Linked DNA regions of Rattus norvegicus: region 1 is linked to region 2. The links are chromatin contacts, called in public Hi-C maps. All regions are on one chromosome and are shown on one strand. The core of a region is the stretch at or near the end of the contact, and the rest is flanking DNA. Distances in the headings are between cores, read along the strand shown. Region 1 overlaps Myo16 (myosin XVI). Region 2 overlaps LOC134482422 (a long non-coding RNA gene).

Region 1 (4,182 bases), core at 403-2,902, 520 kb after region 2:
TACCAGACACACTAGGTGCTAGAGATTGGAATGAGACCACGTAGTTTTGAAGTTCACCTCCTGGAAAGGGGCTGGATGACCAACCAACAAACGAACACACCCACAGACTGAACATTTTCAGGAGGGCAGCTCTGGATGAATGAGAACCTAAGAACAGCTGCTGGGTCGAGCTGTATCTGCACAGCTAAGCTCTTTTTAGTTAATAGAAAAAGCAGTGGGAAGCTGCAGTCACAGAGATAAACTCTACAACACTTATTGTAAAGATCTCGAAGCAAAAATGGACTAGCTTCTCCCAGGAACCATGTAGCACTCGTCCAGATGAGTCATGAATGTGGAAGCAAAGGAATGGTAAGTGTGGACATTGGTGGGGTGAGAGGCCTGTCACTCGGGTCCCAGAGGCAGCCCAGGAAGGAATGGAGGCCTTACTCTCTGAGGAATGGAAGAACCCACAGGTTTAGGAAAGGCTAAGTGGACACAGGCCAAAAGAAGGATGTGGCTCTATCTGATGGTCAAAGAGACAATCATGCAAGACCCATAAAGCCTTCAGACTCAGTTATTGATGCTAGCCTTCCTGGTAGCTCATTTCTGTCATATAGACTCACTGACCCCATCATCTAAACCTTCATTTTTGTTATTAAGGTTTTAAAATATCCCCCTGCTTCCACTCCGCAGGTTCAGTCGGGGCCGCCATGCGCTCAAACACTTGTCGTATGGGTTGGTCTGCAAACTTCGCATTGCCTGCTGGGTTTGTTTTAATCATAAAAAGCACAGGTCTATTTTAGGGTATCTGTGGACATAAGGGGGGTCCTGGTGCTTCCTTAGTGTGAGCCATCAGGATGCAGAGTCAGCAGGGTAGCTGGATACGCAAGCCTACAACGATCCAAGAGTCTGAGACTCATGGTTGCTCTTGTTGTCAAGGCCAGACAGTACACTAACCCTCCTACAAGAATGTCCCGCTAGTGAGCACTCTGCAGGCCCAGCTCAGAGGGCTCCACTGTGTGCCCAGTCCTCTGCCCTCTTCCCCTGTTCCTGGCCTTCCCTCGTAAGCTCATTTGCAGGTGGAAAGGCTGAGGCGGCTTCTGTCCTTGACCTTATCTTCGATGTTCCATGGTTATGAACCAGGAACCTAGCCTGCAATATGACACTGCAATGGAAGGAATTCCTGACCACAGACTTGCCGCCTCATTGGGGCGACCGTGTTTTTATCAGTGCTAACCATGGAGCTGTGGCTTATGAGTAACACGCCAGTGTCTGCTCAAAAAACACCCTTACTCACTTAACGCCCAAAGAAGTGAAGGCGTCTATGCCCTGACTTGTTGACATTTAGATTCCAGCCCTCTGTGTAGTTCACTTCACTGCATGGGCAGCAGGTTGGTATGGGACCAAACTCTGCATTCCTTACTAAAGGTATTGCCCTTGCCTTGTACTTAAGCACTGACAGAATCACAGCAGAGACAAGCCGCCGTTTCTGTGCCATTGGGTCCGTAGAGTCCTCCCGAGCGCACACAAAGATGCACACTAGGGAAGCTGAGGACTGACCTGGGGCTAAGTCCTCAAGCCTGTTCATGCCTCCGTGCTGGAAGGGTGAGAAAGGCACCAAATGAAGAGGTTGGAGTGTCTTGATGACTAAGGAGAAGGAGAGAGAGGCAAGCAAGGAAAATGCTGTCTCAGAGTTAAAGTTTCCCTGAGACATGTCTGGGGCTGCGCCTTGCATGATGCATGTGTGTGATTCATCCTGTCTTTCTGTTGGGTGCTGGTAAACACTTGACGGTTTGAATACCTACCTATGGGGCTTGAACACTCACTACAGAGGGTATAGGTTCAGAAGACATGAATCACACCAGGATGTGACTCAAAAATAAGGGCTTGGCGTTAATGCTTGGCTATGCATACATTGACTTTTGACCTAGTGCGGGGAGTTCTAGAAAATTCTTCAACATTAACATACAATTCTGTTGTCTTCTCCTTGCTCTTAAATAGTAAAAATAGCATTCTGGGAGAGTGTCTTTCTTGGGAAACTGTACATTAAAAGTGGTTCCCCCGTCCAAGGGGACACTCAGAAGTGTCTGAATTCTTAGTTGGAGATTACAGCTGGGGATGGGGAGCTGTGGCTGGCGTCTGGTAAGTGGAGGCCAGAGATTCAACAAAACTTAAGGTATTCAAAAAGTTTGGCTGCAGACCATGGATCCATTACCTGGCCTAGAATGGAGGGTCCCCAGCCCAAAAGTCCTGCTCTGAAAGGAGGCCATGTTTTCCCAGCTCTGTGTTTTCTAGGTTCATTCCAATTAAGACACCAGTGTCTCATAGCATAGAAAGGATCTTCCAAGACTCTGTCAGCCCCAGATTTTGACCTGCATTCCTACAACCAGAGATCACAGACTTCAAGGAAGAATAAAGCTCTGTGCTCATTCAAGACTCTGTGCCCACCAGGAAGACCTTTCGGGCCAGGTAGCTTCTCCCTAGTCCTTCTCTGGGCCTGGTATATCCCTTCTCTCCAGTTTGCTTGTGTTCTGCCGCCGTCCTCTGGCATGGCAGTGCCTTTAATTCAAATATATCTTCTGATATTTTTACAGTCTCTACATGCCTAGCATGGAGAGGAAACAATACATCATGGAAGAATGAAATAGATGTAGGCAGTGTTGTGCATGCGGAGGCTGAGGCAGTAAGGCTCACTGAATGTTTGAGACCAGCCCTGGCTGCAGAATGAAGATTTTGATTGCTAGGGTTCCACAGTAGGATATTGCAATGTCAAGGGAAAAAAAAGGACACAAAGAAAAAAAAAGGAAGGAAAAAGAAGAGACTAATGAACAGATTGACAACACCTTGTAGAAGCTTCACTTTTTTTTTTTTAAGCACAGCCGCACCTTGCACAGTGGTAAAACAGCTGTGTTCTTGGTAAGAATTCCTAGCAAGCCTGAGTGGCAGCATCATGCCCAGGCGATGGCTGGAAGCTGGCAGGTAGCAAAGGACTGAGTGTCTGTGGCAATGGCATGCCTTGGCGTTTGACATTGCTTATTTCAAATTACAAGGTAAGGACAGTATTGCATTGCACGTTGGAGGTTTCCTCTTACTCAGAACACCACAGCTTCTTACTTTCCACTGAAGCCCAGCATCTTGTAGGAGACACTGACGGGTGTTTGCAGCCAATGCCTTGCCTTGTTCTGCAGTTTCTGTCGTCGTCTCTCTCACCAACAGTAAATATTGATTGTTTTCAAAATATCACTTTATGTTGCTTTAAAAATCTCCTGCTTCGGGGCACTGGGGTCAGTTTGGTGGGAACTGGCATTCTTTGCCTGAGCCCCGTGTGACTCTGGAATTTTGGTGACTGGGAGAGCCAGTTCTTAAACACCTCACAAGGGTGTCATTTCTCAGGCTTCCAGAAGGGGCAGGTGACTCCTCCAGGGCAATGGCCTTCAGGATATCCTTGAGGCTTCTACTAGTGAGTACTGGAGACTTGCATAAGAGCTCCCCAAAACACTTACTGTACGATCCCCAAGAGAACCTGGAAGGCGGGAAAGTGCAGGGGACAGCATCCTTGCACCTCTGCAGGGGGTGCAGAAAGAATGGGAGGGGCCCGAAGGACAGAACTGGTTGTATCAAGAGAAAGAAGCCAGATCTGCTGCAGCTTTGAGGGGGTGGGGTGGGTGGGGTCTGCTGTATCTGGTTCATCTCCAGCCTGGCTTCCTCCAAATGCCTTGTGCAGGAGCTGAGAAGAGGAGCTTGATAAATATTCACCTGGCAAAGCTCACGAGCTTGGAGGTGAGGCTATAAATAGAAAAGCTCTAAGGGTTTAGACTGCTACCCAGGCTGGGCAGCAGGGGGAGGGGCAGGCCGACAAGAGCACCCTCAGCAAGGGGAAGTCCAGAGAAGGAGGCAAAGCTGGAAGATTCTGGATCTGCATGGGGACCTTGGAGGCACTAGCATGCCACCCAAGGACTGGTGTGAGCAGCTGTCCTTGGAGCAGAAGTGTTCATCACAAAGACTTAGGCAAGGAGACTCTCCCCCCAGGCAGGGTGATCCTTAAGAGCCAGCGTGGGACGTGAAGGCCGTGAGGGACACAAGTAAGGTGAACTTACAGAGAGGAAGGAGCAGGCTGGGGTCAGAGAAGGAGTGGGGCTGGACTAGCCAAGAGTCTCAGTTCAGTCAAGGATAACGGGCACCCAACAGGCAGTGGGGTGTTTC
Region 2 (4,134 bases), core at 434-2,933:
ATGGGATTAAGTAAGCCAGCATTTCCCCCTTCCTTCAATTATCCTCAAAGTGACAGGCAGAGCACCCCAGGCCACGTCCTTCCTCTGCATCTCATGACATCAAAATACCTGGCCAAATGTGAAGATGGCATCTGGAGTGTGTCAATGACACTGTGATGGGCCAGGCTGAACTGGAAACACCTCCTGTACAGTTCCACAAGTCGTCTTCCCATAAAGCAAGAGACACGGGCATCGGTGGGGCCCAGTTCTGCTCCTGATGCTTCAACTGTGCCATGGGGAAAAAGGACCATAAGGTATTAGCTCCTTTGTTCTTGCCTAGGAGAGCGGGGAATGTTACAGTCTGTGTGGATTGGTGGAGGCTCCTTGCCCAGCCCCCGCTCCCGAAGGACAGCCGGGTTGAGGCTCTTGAAAAGCCTCAGAATGAGACCCTGTGTCAGCGGGAGCTGCCTTATGAGCTCTGCAGCAAGCGTTGAGCCTCCTGTGTTCCTCGCTCCAGAGCTGGAGACCTGTGTCATCCCTGGATGGGTCTTCATTCACATCACGCCTCTGTTCCTGGCATCGACAAGGAAGTAGCATGTGCTGTGTCCCATCCAGGCACCCTTTCTTACGCAGTAGATGGATGACTGATGTGCAGGCAAATGACATTGTCAAGGGAAGGATGGTGGAGCCTTTGTGAATATGGCTTGACATTCCGTTGCTTGCTGTCTTCTGAGGTGGAAGGCTAATTTTGCTTGATTGCTTCTGCCTGAGTTACAAGTCCAAGCTTAGGCTGACGAAGGGACAATAGACAGACTTGGACATGAAAACCCTAACTCATCACTCATCATCATCATCATCATCATCATCATCATCATCATCATCATCATCATCATCATAACCTAAGCAAGACCTAGCATTTATGATCATCTGGACGTTGTGCTGAGTAAAACCAGGGGCATCTTGATTCAGGGAGAATCCTCTATGGAACTTCCCCTGGAAGGAGACAAGATGACTCCATCTACATCCATGCCGTGGTCCTTCCCTGAGGAGGGAGCCCTAGCCATGTTAATATTCACTGATATACGGGGTTCACACCCGGAAGGGAGATTCTGTCCCCTCGGGAAGGCCGTGAAAATCTTACCTCCGTATTGCAAAGCCACCTGGACCAGTGCCTCTGACCGATCGGGTTATCTTAGAACCCATTCATGGACAACTGTGGCCATTGTAGCAAATGTTACACCAAGATACTCTCGGAGGGCTGCGGCCACTGAGCTTAGATAAGCTATGAGCATGAACGGTCTGCAAGTCCTTAGAGATGTGGGCCTCCGACGGCAACAGATGGTAAACATCCTAAAATGAATTTCAGGTGGCTGCAGAGTGCATGTCTAGAAGAGATCGATAATAGAACGATAAAATCAGCGGAGCCCTTGGCACTGACACAGTAGGGGCATCCCTTCTGAGGAGCATTGTGGGTGATGTTGAGCCCCCGTGCCTGTGCTCTGCACAGACACTAAGAATGGAAGGAGTGGCCGGTAAGCCCAGCCAGCCGACACCCTGGAGTCAGCTGTGGGAGTGACTGCCAGGGAGCTGAGGCTGGGGGATTATGTGCGAGGTGCCTGCCAGTCGAGATGAGGCTTGCTTAGCTCCTACTGGTCACGGCAGTGGGAGGCTTCCTTCCTGGCAGGCTCGGTGGAGCCGCTGGGCACAGCTGAGCCAGGTCCTTGGATGTCCCAACCATCGACAGGCTCCAAGAAGCCAGGAGCTGAGGAGACGGCTCCTGGCAGCGGGTCCTGTCCGATTCCTCTACCAAGCATTACTCTGTGGAGCACAGACTTAGTCTTCAATTGTGCTAGCACCCGCGATTGTAAAGTTTACCTTTATAGACGGGGCACAAAATGGCTTAGAATGTCCCCTGAACAGAAACACTAAAAGCCCCCTAAAGATCACTAACTATTCTCAGTGGCTGGGTCACAGGTTATGAAATAGATATTGCAAACATTGCACAATGTGATTTTAATTTATTTGGGTGGTGTTTTTGCATAAACATGTTTCCCTCAAAGTTGGGTCTGAGAAATGAAAATTAGGGGAAACCAAGAAAGATCGTGAACTCTACAGAGGAAATCAAGTGTTCCAGTAATCAAATCAAAATAGCCCGGTGATGGCGTAGGAAGCAAGCAGTTCTGTATAATTCATAGTTTCTACGCTGTTCTCACCGTGCTGCCTGTGCTAAGTGGCTAAATGTTTTGTGTCTGTGGACCCTCCAAACAAGGAAACAAAAGGCCATATGGACAATGGGAGGAGAAATAAGCAATTTCATATCATAAGCTTTGATATCATCAGATATCCTGCAGGTCAGATATTTACATTACAATTAATAATAGTAACAAAATAACAGTTATGAAGTAGCAACCAAAATGATTATATGGTTGAGGGTCACCACAGCCGGAGGAATTATATTAAAGGGTCACATCATCAGGAAGGTGGAGAACCACTGTTTTAGAAGATTATGTCTCTAAAACTGAGCACTGTGCATTACAGTAGCCTCCTCACCGGCACATATGAGCCCTGTCTGGAAAGACTGGAGCCACGATTAGCAGGGAAATTTTACATAGAAAGGGTGAATTTTTGTTGCATGTGTGTTTCTGTGTGGATATGTGTGCTCGTGTGTGTAGAGGAGCCTGCAGAGGCAAAAGAGTGTGAAGGATCTCCTGAAGCTGGAGTTACATGTGGCGGTGAGCCTCCCAGTGGGTGCTGGGAACTGAACTCCAGTCCTTGTAAGAGTACCAAGTGCTCTTAACAGTGAAACCATCTTTCCAGCCCCTCCCCCAAAAAAGTCTTAATTTTTGCTTGATTGGTAAATATTGATATCTGCGGATATCAATGGATGAAAATGCCAAGAAAATGTTTACTAAGTTTCCGAAGATTGACATCTGACCCTTCCTGGGACCAGTTTATATTTGGGTAGAGTTGGCAGTGAGGTGAGAACAGAGTCTGTAGGTCTCGAACACGGTAAACATAGCATCTGAGTGGGGACAGCAGCACAAGAGTGTCCTGAGATGGTGTCTGCAGTGCTCCCTGGGGTCCTACATTTGAAACTTCTGGTTTAGTCTTAAACTCTCCCAGTAGGTCCTGATGATTTAATAACCATGCAGAACACACTGAGGGGGAGGGGCATTTAGAAGGAACATTCTGCTCCTGACTTTCTCTCTCTCCCTCCCTCCCTCACTCTCTCTCTCCCTCTCTCTCCCCTCTTTCTTTCTCTTTCCCTTCTTCCCTCCTTCCCTCCCTCCCCCTCCCTATGCTTCCTTCTCCTGCCTTCCCTCCCTTTCTCCCTCTTCCTCCCCTCCCCCATTTTCCTTCCTTCCCTCTTCCCCCTCCCTTTCTTTCACTCTCTCCGTCTCAGTCTCTGTGTGTGTGTGTTCATGCGTGTGAGTGCAGGCCTGTGTGTCATACCTACTATGTGGAAGTCCTAGCCTTCATTTGTGTTTGAGGCAGGGTCCTTTGCATTTTGATTCTGTATGGACTAAGCAAGGAGCTTTAGGGGAGATAGTCTGGTTTTTCACCTCCCATCTCACTGAAGTAGAATGGGGATTACCCTACCGTATTCTGACTTAAGTAAGTTCTAGGGATCTGACCTCAGGTTCTTGTGCTTGCACAGCAAGTTCTTAAGCCCTGGTCCCCTCTCCACACCTCTCATTAAGACTAGCAAAGGTCTCTGGGTAATGCTTGCTGTTGGCATACCTTTGCTTGCTGGCTTGGAATCAATGACAATTCACTGGTGTTCACTCAGGGATCAGGTCCCCAGACTACAGGACCCTCTTGGAAAAGCCAACATGGGAACTTTAAGGGACATTTAAAAGTTGAAATTGCCCAGGACAGGACTTCACAGCCAAGCCACATATATGCTAATTGCATACAAATCAGATACAAATCAGATGCAAATACATGCAAATACATCTTTCCTGTGCGGTTCTCCCCACGCTTTGGTGTGGCCCTGGGGAAGAATCCTCCTGCAGACCCTTCATCTAAAAAGTTGACTTAATAGCTTCTCCCTCTGTAACCTTTTGTTATCTAATTACCTTCATTAGCTGGGATGATGCATAAACGCACGCTACAGAATTTCTTAAGTAAGAGATCTTTGTTTTCATAAAGATA

The links. A called contact is a pair of places that touch in the nucleus more often than the background predicts.
Region 1: a Hi-C map of psoas muscle shows a contact between it and region 2, with 1.7 times the contacts expected there. The contact joins two enhancer-like sites.

What each region holds. Positions count from the first base shown.
Region 1 is chr16:85,630,254-85,634,435 of GRCr8, forward strand. The region is part of intron 31 of Myo16 (myosin XVI); the gene reads right to left. Among named protein-coding and RNA genes, the nearest start is that of Myo16, 320 kb to the right of the region's middle. Within about 2 kb of position 1,653, at least 10 of the 93 cell types and tissues checked have an H3K27ac peak or open chromatin away from gene starts, as enhancers often do.
Region 2 is chr16:85,110,223-85,114,356 of GRCr8, forward strand. All of the region lies in intron 1 of LOC134482422 (a long non-coding RNA gene), which reads right to left. Among named protein-coding and RNA genes, the nearest start is that of Irs2, 78 kb to the right of the region's middle. Within about 2 kb of position 1,684, at least 3 of the 93 cell types and tissues checked have an H3K27ac peak or open chromatin away from gene starts, as enhancers often do.